5 separate regions of the Mus musculus genome follow, and regions 1, 2, 3 and 4 are each linked to region 5. A link is a contact called in public Hi-C and promoter capture Hi-C data. All regions are on one chromosome and are shown on one strand. The core of a region is the stretch at or near the end of the contact, and the rest is flanking DNA. Distances in the headings are between cores, read along the strand shown. Region 1 holds the start of Tmem168 (transmembrane protein 168). Region 2 holds the start of Capza2 (capping protein (actin filament) muscle Z-line, alpha 2). Region 3 holds the start of Tes (testis derived transcript). Region 4 holds the start of Tmem106b (transmembrane protein 106B). Region 5 holds the start of C1galt1 (core 1 synthase, glycoprotein-N-acetylgalactosamine 3-beta-galactosyltransferase, 1).

What was found. Promoter capture Hi-C pulls out the DNA fragments that hold promoters and counts their contacts. A called contact is a pair of places that touch in the nucleus more often than the background predicts.
Region 1: a contact with region 5 is called in a Hi-C map of B cells, with 5 read pairs. The contact joins the promoter of Tmem168 here to the promoter of C1galt1 in region 5. A contact is called at or near these places in 1 of 39 promoter capture datasets (pre-B cells) and 1 of 484 Hi-C or Micro-C datasets (B cells).
Region 2: a contact with region 5 is called in a promoter capture Hi-C map of pre-B cells. The contact joins the promoter of Capza2 here to the promoter of C1galt1 in region 5. A contact is called at or near these places in 1 of 39 promoter capture datasets (pre-B cells) and 2 of 484 Hi-C or Micro-C datasets (CD4 T cells and CD8 T cells).
Region 3: a Hi-C map of CD8 T cells shows a contact between it and region 5, with 6 times the contacts expected there. The contact joins the promoter of Tes here to the promoter of C1galt1 in region 5. A contact is called at or near these places in 2 of 484 Hi-C or Micro-C datasets (CD4 T cells and CD8 T cells).
Region 4: a promoter capture Hi-C map of pre-B cells shows a contact between it and region 5. The contact joins the promoter of Tmem106b here to the promoter of C1galt1 in region 5. A contact is called at or near these places in 1 of 39 promoter capture datasets (pre-B cells) and 2 of 484 Hi-C or Micro-C datasets (CD4 T cells and pre-B cells).

What each region holds. Positions count from the first base shown.
Region 1 is chr6:13,606,660-13,609,359 of GRCm38.p6, reverse strand. It overlaps Tmem168 (transmembrane protein 168), which reads left to right and starts at 1,262. Exons shown (of 5, transcript NM_028990.5): 1 at 1,262-1,530.
Region 2 is chr6:17,635,578-17,638,277 of GRCm38.p6, reverse strand. Capza2 (capping protein (actin filament) muscle Z-line, alpha 2) reads right to left here and starts at 1,268. Exons shown (of 10, transcript NM_007604.3): 1 at 1,118-1,268. The coding sequence starts at 1,156.
Region 3 is chr6:17,063,887-17,066,586 of GRCm38.p6, reverse strand. It overlaps Tes (testis derived transcript), which reads right to left and starts at 1,438. Exons shown (of 7, transcript NM_207176.3): 1 at 1,274-1,438. The coding sequence starts at 1,300. Gm15473 (predicted gene 15473) reads left to right here and starts at 1,000. Exons shown (of 2, transcript NR_167659.1): 1 at 1,000-1,995.
Region 4 is chr6:13,068,404-13,071,103 of GRCm38.p6, reverse strand. Tmem106b (transmembrane protein 106B) reads right to left here and starts at 1,345. Exons shown (of 9, transcript NM_027992.3): 1 at 1,144-1,345; 2 at 690-796.
Region 5 is chr6:7,843,906-7,846,605 of GRCm38.p6, reverse strand. C1galt1 (core 1 synthase, glycoprotein-N-acetylgalactosamine 3-beta-galactosyltransferase, 1) reads right to left here and starts at 1,382. Exons shown (of 4, transcript NM_052993.3): 1 at 1,212-1,382.

The DNA of each region.
Region 1 (2,700 bases), core at 13-2,512, 5.8 Mb before region 5:
GTTTATCTGAAAGGATAAGCCATTTAAAGGTTGTAAGGCATTTTTAAAACACACATTCTCCCTCAATCCACAGAAGAAACTTTGTCGGATAGATGTTATCAGTGTTTGTTTACACATGAGCGGGCTAGGGGTTTGAAATGGTTTGACCTATATGAGGGGCTGCAAGCAGCAGGAAATGGAATCAGAAGGCAGGCAGGGACTTTTTGGTGGAAATGTTTTTTTTTGGGAAAGGAAAGGGGTTTTCTTGCTTTTTGCCTGGCCGTATTCTATTCAGGCTTCGTTCAGAACTTGTTTTTCAGGCCCAACTGTGCATTCCCTAGTAAAATCTAGTTTTTAACTAAGAACGCCATGAAGTCAGTTTAGCTTTCTATCTTTCTTATCTTCCTGTTTTCAAGGTAACAAGTACCTTTGTTGTGTTAGCAACAATGTTGTTATGCTTCCAAGTCATTGTCCCCCTTAAAGCTAATGTGATTCCCCATTTGCTCAAGCATCCCTACCGCATCCTAATCGTTAAAGTCCCACTTTTACAAGCTCTCTATTGAACTGGAACCATTATCTCCTCTCCATTGCAAGATGGATTTATAGCGGTCCGTACGCGAACGAGACTGTCTTAAAGCCCTCCTTAACAACGTGTTCTTACAGGTATTGAATATCTTTTAAATTCATTTTGTACATGGAGGGACACACTGTTTCCCTGTATATTCACAGTCCTGTGAGAAAGGTTTTGTTACCATTTCACAGATGGAGAAACCAATTTCAACCCCTGAGACTGCTGCTCCGCAGCACCTGTGAAATGCGGCGCTCACGTGTGTACAACTATGTTAATTTAAGTGCCATCAGAATGCAGATTAAAATCATCTGTGGTGTTTGAAGGTGCGCTTAGGGCCAAGGAAAGCTAGCTAGGGCTGTAGAATAAAGATGTTCAGGATTGGGGATTAATGGCGGACTTAATTAGAAAAGCAGGCTGGGGCAAGGAGAGACAGGTTTTGAAGGTTTGGTCAGCATATGCAAAGCCATATATTATACCACCTATATGAAAGAGCAGCAACGCCTTCTACATAGATTTATAGTCCACTTGCAATTATCCCACTCTAGCTGGCTCAGTTTCGGTCCAACTCTAAGCGGTGACCTCGCTGCTTTGGGGCCTGATCATCCGTGGTCTTCCCTGCTTTTGCTGCTAATCCCGGGTGGGAGTTAAACAGGCCCAGGGTGGGGCAGCGCAGCGAGCACCTGCCTCCCCAGGCTCGCCGCTGGGCGTGGAGAGCGGCTAGGAGGCCGGGCCAGGGAAGGAAGCGCGCGGCGCGCCTTGTCCCTGACGGCGATCCGTAGCGCTGGGAGTCAGCGGCGGAAACATGGCGGCCGTGTCGGTCCTAGCGAAAGTTTCTACCGAGGCCTTGCGGTGCTAGTGCGGGAGGCCTCGGGCTCACGTCCCCACATCACCTCCGCGTTCTGGCTCGGAGGCTCCGCGCCCTTTGGCTCTGCGAGCTTCGCAGCGGAAAGAGCGAGGCTCGCTGGCGACCGCTGACTCGGGTAAGGGGCATCCGGGAGCCGAGGGGCGGCGGAGGGCTGGGGCGCCGCCCAGGGTCCGGCTGAGCCGGCCAGGCCCCGCCCCGTCGGCCTCCTGGTGGGATCGATGCTCGGGGGCTGGCGACCGCCAAGGGAGGGCGTGCCTCGGTGTCCCGCCTCACCCTGACCCGGGAGTCGCGTGGTGTCGCCTCGTCCCAGAGCTAAGGGGTAGCGGAACAGCCAGGGTCCCGAGCCCACTTCTCCATCTCTCGCTAGATCGAGCCCTAACGGGAGAGAAGTTACCATAGCTGCTCAAAAAGGAGAGTCCGAGTTGCCATTCTTCTAGTTAAGAGGTGGGCCGAAAGAGTTATTAGCAGGAACTCAGAGAAACTAGGCTGCAGGTCTCCAACTCCTGACGGCTCAGTGTTGTTCTTTCAGGTTTGGACATTTCCCCTACGAGGAACAGACATAGATTTCCACTGAAGGATTATGAAAGCGATACATTGTGTCTTGAAGTCCATTGTCTTAGGACACCATGAGGGCACTTTTCTGTTTTGGAAGAAATTTGGTGAATTAAGTGAAGGTTGGAGTAAAGCCAAGAGCAGACAAGCCAATGATTCCTGGACTCTCACTTAAGTACTAGTGCTAGCTGTGGCTTATTAGAAAGTGGTTTATTTTATCTGCATTTCTTAAGTAGTTTTTTCTATTATTAGTCAGTCTCCTCTCCCCGCCCCCCCCCCTTCGGAATTGAATGTTAACTTGATTACAGACTGCTGGATACTGAGCGTGCATTGTGGAAGACAGATCTCCCCAGAGACTTTGTGACCTGTGAAGAATGCAGACATTAAACAAATGGTGAAGAAAAGAGTAGTTTTACTTTTCCATTTCAGAGAGAGTGATCCGAGAGGCGATTCTCCTACGAAAAGAATTGTAAGCCCACACCTGAATGAAGGGTTTGACAGATAAAGGGCAGATAGGGCTAGGAGGAGGAAAAGGAATATGTCCAGAGAGGGCACGCCATTTCTGTAGTTCATAATTGAAGTGTAGTTGGAATAAAAGTGAGAGGAAGAGCAGTAACAGATGGGGCAGTTATTCCTGTCCACTGTGTAGCACTTTATAAAGGCACTGAAAAGTTTACACTGTAATACTGTGAGGGGTGGAAAGCCAATAGAGAATTTTGCATAGTGGAGCATA
Region 2 (2,700 bases), core at 19-2,518, 9.8 Mb before region 5:
ATAAAAGAGGCTGAGTTCTGAACAACCAAAGAGAAAGAGAACACTAATTCTGGTGCAGTATAAAAGGAGAGGGTCCCAACTGAAAATATCCTTAGTGTTTCTCTAACACCCTACTAGAACTGAGTTCTGTTTCCCACATGGGTGTACTTCATTTGGAACTTAAAAACAAGCTAAGATCAGACATTTCCAAAGGGCAGCACACTCATATGTCAGTTAAGTCTAAGTTTGAAAAAAACGTCCCGGTCTTTTCCAGAAAATACTCAAAACGTATGGCGTTCCCCCTCACACTACTTGCCCCTTGGTACGCGGTCTCCTCAGTCGCCAAAGAAAATGGGCAAGAGCCTTAGTTCAATGATCAGATTTCGTATCACAAATGTGAGAACTTGAGTCGTGCATTTGGTCCTAATGCTGTCACAGCATTTAACACACAGTAAAAGGAGTTGCACCCGCTCGCCCTCTTCAGAGTTGGTCCTATCAGGAAGATGGGATGTCACCAAATCTGCCCCAAGAGGGGGAAGCAGCCAAGTTGGGCAGAAAATAACTATGGGAGGGAGGGGTGTCTTTGTGAACAATACTGCCTTCCGGGGAACATGGGAGCAGCAATTAAAAAAAAAAAAAAGGTAATGACAATATTAATAAAAGAAATAGATGGCGGGGGGTGGGGGGGAAGGGGCGGGATGTGGAGACGGCGACCTCCGGAGGGAAGGAAACACCCTGGGGAACCAGGAAGCACTTCGCGTTGGGGAGGAGAAACTGCAGGAAAAAGTGAGGGTCGGCTATGCCGTCTTCCCCGCCCGCCCGCCTCACGGCGAAAGCCCCAGGCCAGGCGGCGCCGCTCCGCCGTCGGCCGCTCCCGAGCCCGGACCCCCAGGGCCGGGTCCCGCCGCCCCCGCTCCCGCCCGCGGCCGCCGGGCTCCGCTTCCTATTTTCGGAGCACACACCCTACAAGGAGCGGAGGGGCCCGGCCTCGGGGAGCCCGGGCAGCACCCCGCTCGGGAAGCGCAGGCGTGCGGCCCACCACCGGAGCCCGCCCGGGGTCAGACTCCGGCCCTCGCGCCTCGGCACTCACCTCTCCCGCCCTCCCGCCCGCCCGGCTCCTCACCGCCGCGGCACCTACCTTCTCCTCATCGGACAACTGCTCCTCCAGATCCGCCATCTTCCTTCTGGCGACAGACCGTGGCGCTGGTGGCAGCAGCGGCCACCTGACTTCCCCCTTTCCGAGCGGTCTTCCGCGCCGCGCGCCCCCGCCAAGGGAGGGGCCCCGCCGCCCAGGCCGCCGCGCACGCGCCCCGGAGCTCCGCCTCCCGGGAGCCGAGCCACTGCGCACACGCCTGGGAGCTCCGCCTCCTCAGCCTAGGCCGCCGCGCACGCGCCCCCGGAGCTCCGCCTCCCTCCCCCTGAGCGCCGGCCTGAGCGCCGCTGTGCGCGTGCGCAGCGCCTCCAAAGTGGGATTGCTATGGTTATCTTCTGTCATCCTGCTCTGTCTGGTGCCTTCTCTAGTCAACGATGACCATATGGACCCGGTTGGCGATGAGTACATTCTGAGCCCATGACTTTGTTCCCACCAAGTCCTGAACGCTGCCAGCTAAAATGTGAAAAGCTGTACCAATTTAAAACATTTTTAAGTATTAGGAAAAATACTGTTTTAATTGAAATAGGCACACACAATCCAGTCCATAATTGAAAGATTACTTTTGATATATTCATTTATTCATCCGAAAAACATTTATTGGTCTTTTATGATAGGAAGACTATTTTGCTAGTTCTTAGGAATAAGAAATGTAGATTTAAAAACCCAAACAAACAAAAATCCCAAAGAAAATGCTCTTAAGCTCACCTCTATTAATTAGACATTGAGTTAGGGAAGGCATTGTACTCCTGGAAAGTAAAAAAAAAAGAAAAAAAAGTTAAGTTAGCCTTGGATCTGTACCCTCATGAACTGGCTGTCCAAACTACTTACAGGTCATCCAGTAGAAATTTCAATTTCATACAACCAATTTTTAAGGTAAATGTCCCATGAAGGATTTAAAGCATTCTAAAACCATTATTTATTATTTTCAAATTTTACTGGATGTCTCCTACTTTTATTTGCTAAATCTGGCAACTCTACTACTGAAGCTTCAAGTTAAAGAAAAGGGGGGGGGGTGGAAGGTTGAAGTCAAAGCTGACACAGGAAGCAGCTGGAAATGTTGATAAAATTGAGTTGCTAGTTCAGCAGGCCTGAGCAAACCAGAGAATCTATATTTCTTACAAGCTCCCAGGAAGGAGGAGTGCTACTCGTCTGAAAACCACACTTTGTTTTTACCAAGGACTAAGAGTTTAGTTAGTAGTTAAGACTTCAATAATTAGAAAGTGAGAAGCTCTTGAGGGCATTTGGACAGTGTCACGACATGAACCGAACATGCTCAGCGGTGTCAATCTGACAGCTGTGTGTAAATGACAGGTAAGAGGACCCTAAAGAGCTCAAATAGCTATCTGGGTCCAAGAACACTATCATTAAGTGACTTACTAAAGTGTTCGTTTGCAGAGAGCAGGAAGAGGAAGCTGACATGTGCGGGAACTGAAAGTGTCCAGTTGAAGACAAACCCGTGGAGACAGCATGCAAGTTAACAAAGAACAGTGTCTGACCAAACCCCTCAGGAGCTACAAGTCAATATCAGTTCCCTCTTTTATAGTTCCTAAATCCTTGCTTTATTTATT
Region 3 (2,700 bases), core at 189-2,688, 9.2 Mb before region 5:
TTGCTTATTCATCCTTCCCTCCCTTCAAGGACAGCATTTCCAAACAAAGACAACCTATCATTTGGGACAAACACCTAAAGACGTTCTTATATAAAAACTCAGTAAGTTCAGTGTGTGTTCATCAACAGAAGACTACACAGCACATCCGCTGCTTTCTAAGTGGCAAGCACAGGTAACCAAAACACACGTTAAAAGAATAAATATCAAACAGGAAGAGACTAGAAAGAATCTTCTATTTCCTGTTCTTCCCTTCCCTTCTGAGTGTTGATTTTAATCAGAAGAGACCAAGGAACTGTTTCCTAGGTTCAAATTTTTATTTATCAACAGCTTCCTAAACCTCATACCATATATTTGCATACGATTTGAAACCTTCAATTCTGGCACAAAATAGAAATTCCCTTTTAGAAGATGAACCTGCAACTGCAAAGCCGCAGAAGAAAGTTTCCTCAACTTGGCTTTCTTACTGTGCACAACTTCCTTCCTTATTTGAAAAATGACCAACTAACTTAAATTCACTTGAAAGAAAACAGGCGCAATTCCCGAGAACAAGACCTTTAAGGTCGAAAGTTACAATAGAATGTGACGTCAGCATTCTTTTGAGTCATAGTCTGGTCCCCACCTCTTTCTCCCAGGCGACCTGAGAGACCTAATCTCGGAGCTCCTCAGGTAGGGCCTTTATAGCCTGGACACCAGGAGCAGCCAGGAGGGTGCTCCGCAGGCGGGGCCGCTGAGCACCTGCAATGACCGCTGTTTGTGCCTGGCTGCCAAACGGCATTTTCTTTTGAGAATTAACTCCGCAAGAAGGAGACAGTGTTTTGGCACTCAAGCCATAAGTGAAACACATACACATCCCCCAAAAGTCATCACTTCAGAAGTTATCAGCAGGCGCGGGTGTGAAGGAAGTGTCACCAGTCAGCAGCCACTTTAGAGCGCCTGGGGCAGCCAGACTGCAGGGGAGGAGGATGTCAAAGCCACATCACTGAATCACACAGGCTCCCCAGAGCGCTGCTTCCCCAGGCAGGAAGCGGTGTCAGCCACCACCTCGCCTAAGACTTCGCCCAGGGCTTGGGGGAAGGCGTGGCCGAAAGGTTTTCCGAAAAGTTTCAGGCGCAGAGACAGCGAGTTGCAGGGTCCCGCTCCGCAGCGACAGTCACCCAAGGGATCGGGGTCCGGGGAGTCATCCTCCAGCCGCACCCACCGGGTCTGGTCCCGGAACCCGGACCAGCTCCCGCGCTCAGGTGAGGCGACCACGCCCGTCGCCCGCCCCACTCACCTTCTTCATTTTGGTTTCCAGGTCCATACTGGGCGTCGGAGGGGCTCAGTCCCGCGTCCGCGATCTCCGCTGCGGGAACTCCGGCGCCGCTGCCGCTGCTACTCAGCATGGGCACTCGAACTTCCGCAGCCCGGTTCGGCAGCGGCTGGGACCTGGAACAAAGAGGCCCTGGCAGCCAATGGCAGCGGGGCAGTGCCGGGTAGCGGCCAATCAGCGCGCGCCGCACGCACCTTCGCAGCCAGAGCGTGCCGCTAGCAAGGTGAGGGGCGGGGCCGCGAGGGGCGGGGCCCTGCGGAGTTCCCTGGGCGCACCGACTTAGTTTCTTCAAAGCCTTGCACCCACTGGACTTCTGTGGGGCCATCCTTTCCTCCAGCTGAAGAGCAGACCCATACCTTTACATTTCGGTAGTTGTACTTGTGTGTCCGAGGACTTTTCAAGCAGGCCAAGAGGAGTGAGTGACCCTCCCAGTACCAACTTCTTGGCTGATTTCAGAGACAAAAAGAAGTCATGGAGCTCCTTGGGCATCCCAGAGATGAGCACGGGCCCTGGTTTCACTATTGAATGGTGGAGATGTCCATTTCTCCAATGCTTTCTCTAGAGTCCTGTGCACTTCCAAGGAAGCTTCTCTCACATCGTTGATGCCCATCAAGACTACCACTATATTGTTTTGTGAGCACTCAACACTAAAAAGCAACGGGAGGCTCACAGCAACTACTGCAGAAGTAAGTGGTGTCCTTGTTTGGGAAACAGGGTTCCCTTTTTGGACCTACTAAGTGGGAAAAAGGCGAGCTGCTCTTGCTTCTCGTGAAGTCTAGTTTCAAACTGCGGTCTCACAGAAGCCTGGGCCACCAAGAACCCATTCTATCTTTTCTTTCAATAGCTATTGCGGAAAGAACCTCATCTTGGATTGTTGGGGCGTGGAGGACCCTAGGGATTAATTTACTTCATACATCTTGCAAGGATCTGTAGGCCCCGAAGTACAGGCACCTCTCAGATACAACATATTGGGAACAGAGCTTGAGTCCCAGTAAATTGGGGGGACAGGGGGTGTGAGTTAATTATGCATCTATGTGTGAGCATGCCTACTTTTGAGAGCAGGTTCACTTAGAGCCCAGAATAAGTAGAATCTTCTGAGGTTGGAGTTCCAGGCCGCCGTGAGGCCCCTGCCTTGGGGGATGGGAACTGAAATCAAGTCCTCTGCAAGAGCAGCAGGAGCTTTTAACAACAGAACCATCTCTCTAGCCCGAAGTAATTTTATTCAGTTCCTACTACATAGAAATTGTTGATGGCTAGGTATCTGGTGATCTCCTAGTCCAGCGTCTACATATGCATATGTATATATGTTTTCCTCTATATGCACGTGATATTAAAAATAAAATCTCCATATAATGCAGATACTTGGGTCGAGATGTTTCATTTTACGTCTG
Region 4 (2,700 bases), core at 96-2,595, 5.2 Mb before region 5:
CACAGATACTACTTTTAATTTAATATTTTTCATTAAAAAATAAAATGATACTAAGTGATTCAGGTCACCCCAGATGAAGGAAATTCATATCTGCTTTTCAAAATCTGAATGCTACTTGTTGAATTCACTCACTGTGTAGACAGCAATATTAAATTTAAAAACTTGAGTCATATAGAAAAGGAGTAAAAAAAAATGAATAAATATACTTTCAGAAGTTCTGTGTACACACTGTGTACCATAGCTCAGAAATATCAGTGATTGTGACTTACACACACACAGTATCTTACTGTGGCTCAATGACAGCGAGTCAGAGCCAAGCCAACACTTGGCAGCCACAGGTGCACAGGGGTGAATTGTAATCAGTACCGGCTCCTTACACTGTGACCTTGGAAGCTTTGGAGTACACAGGGTGGTTTAGAATCAGCTGACACTAGACAACACGTGGTGTCATCACAGGGGTGAAAACTGTGTCCCACAAATGGGAGCCTTTATGGCAAAAGGCTAGGGACAGCTAAGTGGTTCTGGTCTCCGCTGGCTGCCTTACTCAGACCCACAGTAACCTTGACATATTCTGCTGAAGGTGGGTTTGGGTACACACCAGATTAAGCAGTCACTTGAATCCTAGCCTTCTTGCTTAGCTTTTCTTGAGGCTATTGACAAGTGTAACCCCTGTCATTTTGGAAACTTACTTGAGGTTTTTAAAGGGAGTGGTAGATCCCCTTCGTCTCCTCCCCGGGCTCTCAATGTTTATACCGCGGTCTTGTGAACTCAACACGGTTCTCAGATGCTCTAGAAACTGGGAAAAAGATAAATTCAGCAGCGCATGCAACTGAGATGTGTCACCTGTTTGTGTGCAGACCTGGGGTTAGTTCTGAGGGGCTCAAGGGAGACGGAAACGAGCGCTTTTCAAAGGGCATCACAGGCAAACAAACCCCCGGAAGAAATCAACATCCGAGTCACCTTGCAACTACAACTGTCAAGCCCCAGAGCTACTCGGCCGCTCAGATCAAGGGCCCTGGCGCCGCCCGAGCCACCCCGGGAGCGAAGCCAAGGCCCCCGCGGTGACAACCCCGCACCCGGCTCGCCGCGGCCTCCCTCACCGCTCGGGCAGGGGACGTGGGCCCCACGGCCCGGGTCGCTCACCCGCACGCGGAGTGCTGCGCGGTCCCGGGATGCTCCGGTGCGTGCGGGCCGCAGGACAGGGTCACAGCGTCCCGGTCCCGGGGCCGGGCCGAGCGCCGGTAGAGTGCAGCCGGGAGAGCTGCGGGGGAGGGGTAGCACAACAACTGCATCAGCTGAGCTCCGTACCGGGAGAGCCTGCGCGTGCGCTTGCGCAGTTCGCCCCAGGAAGGAGGGGCTAGGCCCTGGAATGGACACTACGCATGCGCACTGTCACCGGTTTGAAGGGAAGTTGCCAGGGTGAAAGCTTCTGGTTTTGTCACCTGTCTCTTCTCTAGACTGGAAAGTTTCAAAATAGTACTAATTGCGCCTGGCTTACGAATAATCGGTTTTCCCTTTTCCCCTCCACCAGGCTGATTCCTTTTGTAAAGGGGAGGAATGTGCACCGTCGCAATTTTGAGCGATCGTGTTCTCAAGTCTAGATTTGCAGACACAAAACTTCCTTCCTGGGGTTAGAATGAGCCGGTTGGTGCACATTTCTGGCAGAGTTGCAGGCCAGAATTTTGTTATTGAGTTTTCATTTAGAAATTAATGTCACCGGGAAGACGCACCCCCGCCCCCGCCTTGGTTTAATCTTGTTTTGATTTTGTACTTAAATTCACATTATTCAGTGCATGCAATAAGAGTTGTACCCCAAAGCTCATGACCAAGTGAGTTGTTAAAGGAGTGTCCCAATCCATGCACCTCATTGTCCAGTCATAATTTACAGTGAGTTGAGGCTACAGTGGCTCATTTTAGTGGCTCGCCAGTGTTATAGTCAAAGGTTGTTATGACCTCTTTTCTGTCTTCCTGATAATCAAGATGTATTAAGTGGCTCATAAGATTCCTGGATGGGATTATAATAAGATAAAATTGAAAGCAAGAACAGATGCGGTTGCTAAAGGAGTTTAATAGCTTCCCTATAAATGGGGTTTCTGGTGAAATTCCTAGAAAATTAACAGAGTTATAACTGGGAAGTAAGCATCTCTTAATTGTGTTTTTTTTTTTTTTTCTTTTTCTTTTTTTTTTTTTTTTTTTTCCTTCTCTACTGGAAAAAAGCAACTGCACTGGGCGAGGAGCTCCCAATTTTGTCCCGCTCTTCTAAACTGCCTTGTATGTATTTGGAAAGTATTTTGATTTATGACCATCTTCTATGTATATAAAAGTTTCATGAAATTGTTATCACATTGGGACATTGGTATTTGGAATAGCCCAAGTCTTTGTTTTCAGGTCATGGTTCCTCATATTGGCTTTAGAATAAACTCTTTGTCCTTTTGAGGTGAGAGCTGTGTATTTTCCATCTACATAAGCAGGATGTTTTAAGACTATTTAAAACATTCACCTCCTTAGGTCCGGCAATTTCACTCTGTGAGATTCATCCTAAATTATAATGAGAATTCTAAAGTAAAGTTGTGTGCAGTGTGTAACCAGTTTCTTAGGATTTCAATAGAGTTAACAATAGCTTCGAAGTAGACCATGGCAACTCTTATAAAGAATACATTTATTTGGGGTTGGCTTACAGTTTCAGAGGTTTAGCCCGTT
Region 5 (2,700 bases), core at 133-2,632:
AACTTTTGAATGTAATAGGTAAACAGGAGCATTAAGGTAACAATTTCAATTCACATTTGATTCATAAATAAATTGCAACAAAATTCCAACCACTACTTTCACCAAAGATTTGACTTTATATTATCATGAGTTTATAGTTAAGCTGAATAACACAATTTTCATTTCAGCAAAATCAACACACAAGCAATATACAGCACATACTTTTGAATACAATTAGCCAAACATTAACTCATTATATGTACTTTTAAACTGCTTGATATTAAAGTTATCCACAACTGTAGGCTGATTTTTTTTTTAAGAGCACAATGTAGGGAGAGGGAGTTTAAGTGGGAAATGACCACAAAGCATTTGTAAACTGCTGAGTCCTGAGTAAAAAGATAGAGGAAAACATAAATTTCAAGAAAATCTGAAACACTAAAGTTAGTTGTCCACTAATGCTGACTTTTCAGTGAGTCATACTTGCCTTCCTAAGTCAGTTTTACTGAACATATGGTGAAAAGAGTTAACTGTTTGGTAACTTCAAACCTTATATTCATTTAAACTGGACAAAAATATATACTACAGCTGGCAGAAATGCTATACAATGCTTAGAGCACACAATATCGTGTGCACAAGGCTCGTCTGACATTTATCTGATAAGGAACTGGAAAATTGTACCGTTTATAAATACCTTCTAAAAACTCAAGTTTCCACTTCCAAATCCAAACTTCCACCAGAATCAAACAACTTGTAGTGTGCACAGCATTTTTTTCTTGGCACCAGGCTGAGCTATCTGTGGTCTATCCTCAACTTCCTGCAAATTACCAAACTTCTGTCCCTTCCGCGTTGCCTACTCAGTCTGAAGCACTGAAGTTCTAACTTTGTAACTTTTTAACTCAGAATACATCTTTTGACAGTATGTACTAAAAGGAAATACCGTGAATACAAAGATCTAGATTGGAAAAAAAAAATTTTTTTTCCAGGAAGTAAGGGATCTTAGAATATTCTAAGTCCCACGCCACTAGTAAGAAGTGTGGACAGAGCTCAAAAGCATTAATCCCCGATCCTCACTCTTAAATTAGTTAATTTAGAAGAGTATCTATCTAAAGTCAAAGCACTTTGTTTAACTAGCCAACATCTAGGAAAGCCATCACACTTTGTTACCAAAGGAAAAAGAAAAAACAAAAAACATTTTTTTTTTAAATCCTGCGCGTAGCAAGCCCCCAACACACCTGGCTGGTTCACTCAGTCAACGAAGGGCAGGGAAAGTTCCAACCATAACCGACCAGCTCCAGACAAAGCTGACGGTCCAACGGCGGCGGGCACTCGGGACTGTTGCGGCCGGAAGGTGCCCGCACCTGAGTGCACACAGCTGGCGGGCGCCGGGCGCGCGGAGGCCCGGGGCGGGGCGGCGGGCAGGACCGCTCGGCGCTGGCCCGCCCCGGGCGCCTCGGGCCGGACACGCCGGGCCGCGGAGAGCGCGAGGGTGGCCGCTCGCCCGCCGCCCGAGACACCTGTTTGGCCGCGCCGGCGCGGACGGGGACGCGGACCCGGGCGGCGTTCCCGAACCCTCAGTCGCCCTGCCGCCGGCAGCCGAGCCCCTGGACCCGCAGCCCTCGGGCGCCTCCGCCCGCCGTCCCTGACATCAGCCCCGGCTCCCTCTCGCCCCTCCCGGAGGCGGGGAGGAGGACGACCCCCCACCCGCGACCTTCGCTGCCCTGGCCCGCCGCAGCACGGGCAGGGGCCGCTAGCCTGGGCCGCCCGCGGCCGCCCAGATCATCTCCCGGCGGCGGCGGCGGCGGCGGCGGCCGAGGCGGGCCCGGCGCGCGCTCCTGCCGCTCGCTCCCGCCGCTCGCTCCGCCCCTCCCGACCGCGCGGCCTGGACCACGGCCCGCCTACTGCGCAGCCGCCACCCAGGGGTCTCGGAGATGCTGACGTCCCGGCTGCAGCAGCTGCAGCAGCAGCAGCAGCCCCGGGGAAGGGCGGGGCCTGGGCAGAGTGGGCGGGGACACCGCGACCTGCGGATGCGGGGATTGGCCGCCGGGTGTTTGCCCCGCCCTCCTGCGGAGTGGGCTGGGAAGTCCCGGCTTCCCCGAGCTCAGGGTTTTTTTAGCCCCCTTCTGGTGAGGTTGAGTGTTCTAATTCTCTCAGGAAAGCAGAAAGCGAAATTAGCAGGGAGTACAAGTAAAGAACTGCCTTTTAAACTGTTGTCTGTGGAACAAACCTCAACGTCACGCTGACCTCTAACCCAATCTTAGCCCCCCCCCCCTTTTTTTTTGCCTCTTTTCCTTTCACAGCATTCCTCTATCCTTAATAACAAGAGATTTGGCATAATGAAGAGTGCTCTGTAACCAGATGTGTGCCTCAGAAGAACAGAGAACTCATATAGTGACAACGGACAGAAAGCCTCTTGGAGGAATGTGTGTAATGGCATTTTACTTCTGTTCTGCTATGGCAAATACTTAAGAGTTTTACAAACTCAGCGGGGAGTGGTGGTGCACGCCTAGCACTCGGGAGTTGGAGGCCAGCCTGGTCTAATAAGTGAGTTCCGGGACAGCCAGGGCTATACAGAGAAACCCTGTCTTGAAAAACCAAAAAAAAAAAAAAAAAAAAAAGAGAGAGAGAGAGAGTTTTACAAACTCGTCTGCTCTGCTTTGGCAAAGGTCCTGTGTACCAAGAAGCTATCTTTGTGGCAGCAACGGAAGTGGGTTGCCACCTGGT